Linked DNA regions of Callithrix jacchus: region 2 is linked to region 1. A link is a contact called in public Hi-C data. All regions are on one chromosome and are shown on one strand. Each heading gives the region's core, a stretch centred on a gene start, on an enhancer-like site or on the middle of the called end of the contact. The rest is flanking DNA. Distances are from core to core; before and after follow the strand shown. Region 1 has its middle 19 kb from the start of LRRC8D. Region 2 holds the start of ZNF326 (zinc finger protein 326).

Region 1 (3,790 bases), core at 608-3,107:
TCATGCCACTGCACTCCAGCAAGTGACTGAGCGAGACTCCATCTCAAAATAAAATAAAATAAAATAAAATAAAATAAAGTAAATATATAAGACCCTTTCCAGTCATCTTTTTGTGAATGACATAAGGCAATTAAGGGCTTTAAACACAGATTTATGTGAGTTTTAATCCCAGTCTTACTGGCTAGTGGCTCCTGTAAATTTAGGTAAATCTAAGCCACATTTCCGTTAACAGGAGGAAAAGTCAAAATTGTTGTGGAGATTAAATAAGAAATATATGAAAGGGCTTAACAGGGCTTGGCACATAGTAAGCATCGATATACAGGTGCTATCGTTTTCTCTAATCAATTGTATTCTAACTCTTAATGGGTAAAGTCACTAAGGAAAAAAGTTAAATGATTTTTCATTTCATCAAAACCTCATTCCTAGAACCTTGTATGAAATTGTATTTATTTATTTATTTATTGAGAAACAGGGTCTTGCTGCTTCACTGACTCTAGAGTGCAGTGGCAAGATCGTAGCTCACTGTAGCCCCAAGTTCCTAGGTTCAAGGGATCCTCTTGCTTCCGCCTCCTGAGTAGCTGGGACTACAGGTATGCATCACTATAACTGGGTAGTTTTGAAAATTTTTTGTAGAGATTGGGTCTTACTGAGTTTCCCAGGCTGGTCTCATACTCCTGGCCTCCAGCCATCCTCCTGTCTTGGCCTCTGAGATCTCTGGGATTACAGGCATGAGCCACTGGGCCTGGCCTGGAATTCTTTTTAGACCTGCCATTTATCTCACATCCTTAATTCTAGAAATGTGTTATGTTCATGGGAAAATCATCAGAAAGCCTCAGACTGTAATGGTGGGTTTAGCGGTTTTTCTGGCGATGTACTTAAATAGCCAACTCAGAAATTCAATATTCTAATTGATTTAAGAAGCCAGTGCTACAAAAACAGGGTGATTATACATGAAGCTCCCAGTATCTAGATTCTCTGGATTTGGAATTCTCTGCCTGCTGGACCACGGTGCTCACGGAGCTGGCACTGGCTCACCCAGCATAGGCCCCTGTGCTCTGCCTTGTAAAGACTGAGTGTTAGGACCAGTGGCAGGACAGCCACTCCTTGTCACTGGGTTCTCAACTCTGGTTGAGGACATCACATCATATCCTTTAAAAATAAAAGCAAAACATAGCTAGAAGCCCAGTGAGACTCTCTGAGCCCACTGCTAGAGCAAAAAACTGCGGGCTCTGGTAGGTTCTGCTGGGGCTGAGTAATGAAGATTTCAGTCTTTCCCAGCCGTCCCTTCCATCTCTGGTAGACTTCTGTAAACAACTGAGGCAAATGCCCCATGGGAGCTAGCTGGCACCGTTTGTCAAAAGCATTTAGAGGGCTGATGGGAGAAGTACTTTCCAGATCAATGGAGGCAACTTCCCTTCAGTGCTATTTCCCCTGGCTTTTGAAAAACAACTTTCATGTTATAGCTGTGTAACCAGGAGAGCTCAGGTTGCCAAAAAACACTAACAAAAGAAGCTCTGGGCCTCCCTCCACTTTTTTCCTAGCCCAGTCTCCCTGACTACACAGGAGTCCCTCAGGAGAACAATGAGGATCACATGGAAGAACAGGTGCAGAGACTTGGGAAGTGATGGAAAGAGCTGGCTCATTCCTCCCACGTTTCTCTTATTTTTATAAATTAAGACTCCTGCCCGCAATACATTTTGTGTGATGTGCATTCAATTAGAATCAGAGTGACCAGACAGTGGTGTTTTACAGCCATGCAGCTGCCAAGCCGCCGCTTCGCCAGGTGAGGAAGCAGAAAAGCCACGTCCAAGCTTTCCTAAGTGCCCCCTCTCCACAAAGTGGATCAGGGATTCTTTGTGCATTGTCCCAAGCAAGCCCATGGAAGAGGGCCTCTCTGCTTCCTATGACACTTCTTGCTTTGTTTGTAACATCCCATGAGATGGGTCAGAGAGTACCAGAAAGGAGATTGTCACTGAAAGGGCCTCTTTCTGCATTTCACATCCTCTTGCTTATGTAATTAGGAAACAAAACGCTTTGTAACAGGTCAAGGCTCCCCAAACTCTAGTATCTATGACATAAATAATAAGCCCCTTCATAAACAAACCTGCCTTTTCTGCAGAAATCAGCTGAAGTCAGAGAATCTAGATTCAAATCCCAGCTCAGCCACTGATCAACTCTGATTTAGGGTAAATCCTTCAGGACTGTCAATAGAGAAAGTATCTTCTAACTTTTCTACCAACCTCAAAAGGTGGTTATGAAAATAAAATTAAAATGTAGGATGGTTTATGCAAAGGCTCTGGAAATTGAATTGGATGTTTAAGAGTGCCTGCCTGGCGCTTGGTGCACATCCAGTAAATACAATGGAGCTGGCTGCAGGAGTGGGAGGTGTGGGATGTCAGGCCTTACGCAAGCAAGCTGATGGGGAGATACTTGGGGGCATCCTTGCCTACTCTCTTCAATCATTTACTTTGTTCATATGTGAAACTGGCTTCAATTCCACTCAGTTATACTATCCCCACCAAACAGTGTCCACAGAGTGAGCCACAGATCAGTCTCTAAAACCATCACAACAGGGCTGGGAGCTATGGTGCATGCCTGTAATCCCAGCACTGTGGGAGGCTGATGCGGTCACATCACCTGAGGTCAGGAGTTCAAGACCAGTCTGGCCAACATGATGAAACCCTGTCTCTACCAAAAATACAAAAATCAGCTGGGTGAGGTGGTGTGTGCCTGTAGTCCCAGTTACTCAGGAGGCTGAGGCGGGAGAATCACTTGAACTCGGGAGGTGGAGGTTGCAGTGAGCCGAGATCGCGCCACTGCTTTCCAGCCTGGGCGACAGAGCAAGACTTTGTCTCAAAAAAAAAAAAAAAAGAAAGAAAGAAAAACAAACAAACAAACAACAACCAAAAACCATCACAGCAGCCTGTAAGTGGCCATCTTGCACCAGGAGGCCAGAAAACAGCCTCCTATGGACTAAAAAATAAGGACTATCCAGCTACATATAGTAACCTCACAGTGCTCCTCCCAGGCCATAGATGGATTGTTGATCAAACTCTAGAGCAGAGCTGTCAAACCTCCATGTGCATAGAACCACTTAGGTGGCTTGTCCTATGCAGAATCTGATCCTGTTTGTTTACAGTGGGGCCTGACATCAAGTTCTCAGGTGATGCTGATACTGCTAGTCCTCAGTGCACACTTTGAGCAGCAAGGCTGTAGAAGACCATAAGGGACTCAATCGTTTCTCCTCACATTCCTCTATTCATTGGTTGACCTACTGTTGTAACCCCTACCCTATGATCTCATCCCAACAAAAGGTGGTGCTCCCTCTCCTCCTCCTGGTTTCCCACTCACTTCCTCTTTCCCAAACCCTTCCACTGAGCCATCTGGATTTCCTATCTTTCCAACTCTTGCTCACGTCTGCGAAGCCCTGTTCCTTTGTGGCTCATGCAGACTTCCTAATCTGCTCCTCCCTGCTCATTGATGACTACGGTCGTAGCCCTCCTATCTGTCTCGAGCCCTGCCATCACCTTGGCTAGAGTTCACCTCTCATGAGTGGCCCCCGCCCCCACCTCCTTAGTTCTCTCTCTCCAGTTTACCTTCTTCCCACTTTAGCTCACGTACCACTTCATAAGCTCTCTACCTGCAGGTTACCCCAAACCATTCCATCTCCCACAGAGTAATTCAGAAGCCCACTCTGAGCTCAATTCCTACCCTTCCTCCTTATTTGCTCTTCACACCCCCTTTGCTGCTGCTGCAGTTCTTCAAGATTCCCCACTACCCCAAGCCCTGT
Region 2 (3,333 bases), core at 604-3,103, 160 kb before region 1:
TTAGAATTTCTCCAACCCATCTTAAGGAAGATGTATTCTAGTTTTATGAGTTGCTTCAGGGGAGAAAGAGAGTCTGGAGATAGGAGGGTGGGAGAAGGTCAGAAATATGTTCTCCTGAGGCGCTTGCAATCTCCTTCAGTTCAAAGTACTCAGCATGTCAAAGCCTCAGACTTTAGGCCATTGTGTTTTAGCCCCATCAGGAGTAAACTTTTTATCTTAGTTATGGGGGAGAGTCTGGCCTGTATCCCTCTGGGACCCACCTCTGCCTGTGACCACCAAGTGATCAGGATATTTCTCAAACACATCCATACCAATTTCCTCAAGTTCAAACACCCTCTGGACACTTTAATTTTTTTCTAAAAAATGTAGATAAGCATTGCAAAATCATTCAGAGGAGGAGGACCAACAGTTAGAAGCCTCTCTGAGAAACCTGCTCCCTACTACCACATTAGGAAAGGAGGTGAGCAGACAGGACAAGGACTCACAATTTAGACCTTTACAAATATCCCAAATGGCTGTTACCTTGCTCTCTGTCTCCTCAAGCTTTCTGCTATCCTCCTCTTTGATCTTCCCTCTGCGATTCCTTTCTAATGATACCATCCCTTTGTCCCAGAAATCTGTCCCATTCTGTCCCATTTCCCACAAGAGAAAGAGGTCCCAGTTGCTGCTGTCTCTTATTAAGGGCAAAGATTAATGCCTTGGGCTTCTGAAAGGCAGATTTCTTTGGTTCATCCTTCCCCTTGCTCTAGAGTAGGAAGAATGTGGCCAGTCCTGTAGTGGAACTTCTTGAAATGCTTTTTCCCCTTGGGCATGAGAGCTAATGGGGAGGGGGGCAATTTGGTTTGGAAATAACTAAGGAAAAACATTTCCCCATAATCAGTATTGCTCATCTTCCAAAGACAATGGGGGCCAGTAGCACAGGAGCAAAGCATTTTTCAGACTTTTGTTTGTTTTTGGAGCCAAAATCTCACTATGTTGCCTAGATTGGCCTCCAACTCCTGGGCTCAAGTGATTCCCCTGCCTCAGCCTCCTGAGTAGCTGGGATTACAAGCCTGTACTCCAGCCCCAGGGTTGGGCTTTTTTCCCCAGGATGTCAATATGTTCTTCACCTAACCCTATTATATTATTATTGTGGTAAAGGAGATTTTGTTGTCTTCCTGGACCCTTTTCAGTACAAAGGTCTCTCATTAGTTGAGAATATTTGTTTACTTTCTACTATAGAGTTTTTTTATCCTAAAAACTCTCCCTAGATGGAGTGGGGGTGGGGAGAATCTCCCTTATCCTGCCAAGCAAACTAAATAGAAACTTGAAAGTTTTTATATAACCGGAGTGGAGTGGCTCAAGTGCCTGTAAACTCAGCACTTTGGGAACCTTAGATCAGAGGATTGCTTGAGGCCAGGAGTTTAAAACCAGCCTATGCAACATAGTAAGACCCTCTTCTTTCCAAAAAAGATAGACAGAAAGAAATTACCTAGATGTGGTGGCACACACCTGTAGTCTCAGCTACTCAGGAGGCTGAGGCAGGAGGATCGCTTCAGTCCAGGAGTTCAAGGTTACAGTGAGCTATGATCATGCCACTGTACTCCAGCCTGGGTGACAGAACAAGATCCTGTCTTTCTCTAAAATAAAATAAAAACAAACACTAAATAATTTTAAAAATTTTAAAAGAAGTTTGCATATAGAATTAGCAAGATAATTATGAAGGCAGTGTTTATGGATTTGTAATTGCCTGACAGGTCCTTACCCACTGCACAGGTAAATTCAGTTCACTGAGATGGTATTATTGCACTAAAGAGTTTAATTAACACAAGACCAACTAAGCAGAACTGGAATTATTACTCAAATCAGTCTCCCCAGCAACTCAGAGGCTTGGGTTTTTATGGATAATTTGGTGGGCAGGGAGGAGTGCTGCTGATTGGTTAGAATGAAATCACAGGGGTGTGGAAAACAATGCTGTGCACTGGGTCAGCCTCTGGGTGGGGCTATAGGACTGGGTAAATCCTGACCCTCTGATCTGGGTGGGTCAATCAGTTGCCAGAATCAAAAATCTGAAAAAAAAATGCAAAAGAACAATTTTAGGTTCTACAATAGTGATGTTACCTACAGGAGCAACTGGGGAAGTCACAAATCTTGTACCTCTGACCACATGACTCCTGAGCAGTAAGGGATTAGAGAAAAAAATGCCTGTAGTTTAGCAGAATTCAGGTCCTTATTCTTGGGACCTCTCATTAGTCTTACAATGGTGGTTTCAGTCCCTTAACAAGGAGGGGATTACTTTTAGGGAGGGACTATTATCATCTTTCCTTTAAAGTTAAACTATAGGCTGGGAGTGGTGGCTCATACCGTAATTCCAGCACTTTGGGAGGCCGAGATGGGAGTATCGCTTGAGACCAGGAATTTGAGACCAGCCTGGTCAAAATAGCAAGACCTCATCCCCATTTTAATTAAAAAAAAAAAAAAAAAAAAGGTAAACTAAATTTCTCCCATGGTTAGCTTAACCTACGCCCAGCGATGAGGAATGACAGTCAGGCTGTGAGGCTAGAAGTGAGATGGAGGCAGCCACGCCAGACTTGTCTTGCTGTCATAATCTCTGCAAAGGTGGTTTCAGATTCAGTGCCTTGCTCTACAAAGTGTCCTTTAAAAACTGATGTCTTCAATTTCAGAGGAAATTGATTTCTAAGCAACATGTGCCTTTTTGCCTAGGAGCTAAAAGCTTTCAACTCCTCCTCTTCTTCCATCTCACAATCTGCAAGATGAAAGGAAAAAAATCTAAGGTTTCTAGCAGATTTTGGGAATTTATAATTCAACGAATGCCTACTAAATATCTACCAGGTGCAGTATTGGGTGGTGAAAATGCAATGTGTATCATTTAGGCAAAATTCTCATGGTTTCTACAACCTTGCTCTGAGCAATAAAATACTAGAACAAAGGTTAACACAAATCATATGATTTCTTTTGCCATGTCAACCTAACAGCAAAAGAAGAAAACACTTCTCCAAAATGACTTATCCGAAAGACCCTAAGCCCTATTGGGTATTGTCAAGGAATAGGTCAGTGTGGTTCAGAAGTTAATAGAAAAGCATTCCAAATTCCTTCTGTTCTTTCCTTCAATCGTGACTTCACTTGACCTTGACAAAGAGACGTCTTCAAGGAAAAACAACTTTGAAAGGAAAACGGAATTTGAAGAGTAATTTAATCTTAACCATCCTTTCAACTGGAAATTTGAGCATATAAACAGTTTCAGAAAAATGTGTTAGAGGTGTAGCTGGAAAACAAAATGTAACTTCTTCTTAAACTTCTGCAAATGACAGAATTATTCATAGGAATCAAAAG

The links. Hi-C and Micro-C count contacts between places; a contact is called where the count stands out from the background.
Region 2: a Hi-C map of skeletal muscle shows a contact between it and region 1, with 4 times the contacts expected there. The contact joins the promoter of ZNF326 here to the enhancer-like site in region 1. A contact is called at or near these places in 3 of 3 Hi-C or Micro-C datasets (induced pluripotent stem cells and skeletal muscle).

The regions. Positions count from the first base shown.
Region 1 is chr7:127,233,983-127,237,772 of calJac240_pri, reverse strand. No RefSeq gene overlaps it. Among named protein-coding and RNA genes, the nearest start is that of LRRC8D, 19 kb to the left of the region's middle. Within about 2 kb of position 1,857, at least 3 of the 16 cell types and tissues checked have an H3K27ac peak or open chromatin away from gene starts, as enhancers often do.
Region 2 is chr7:127,395,243-127,398,575 of calJac240_pri, reverse strand. It overlaps ZNF326 (zinc finger protein 326), which reads right to left and starts at 1,853. Exons shown (of 11, transcript XM_078332399.1): 1 at 1,745-1,853; 2 at 1,492-1,619.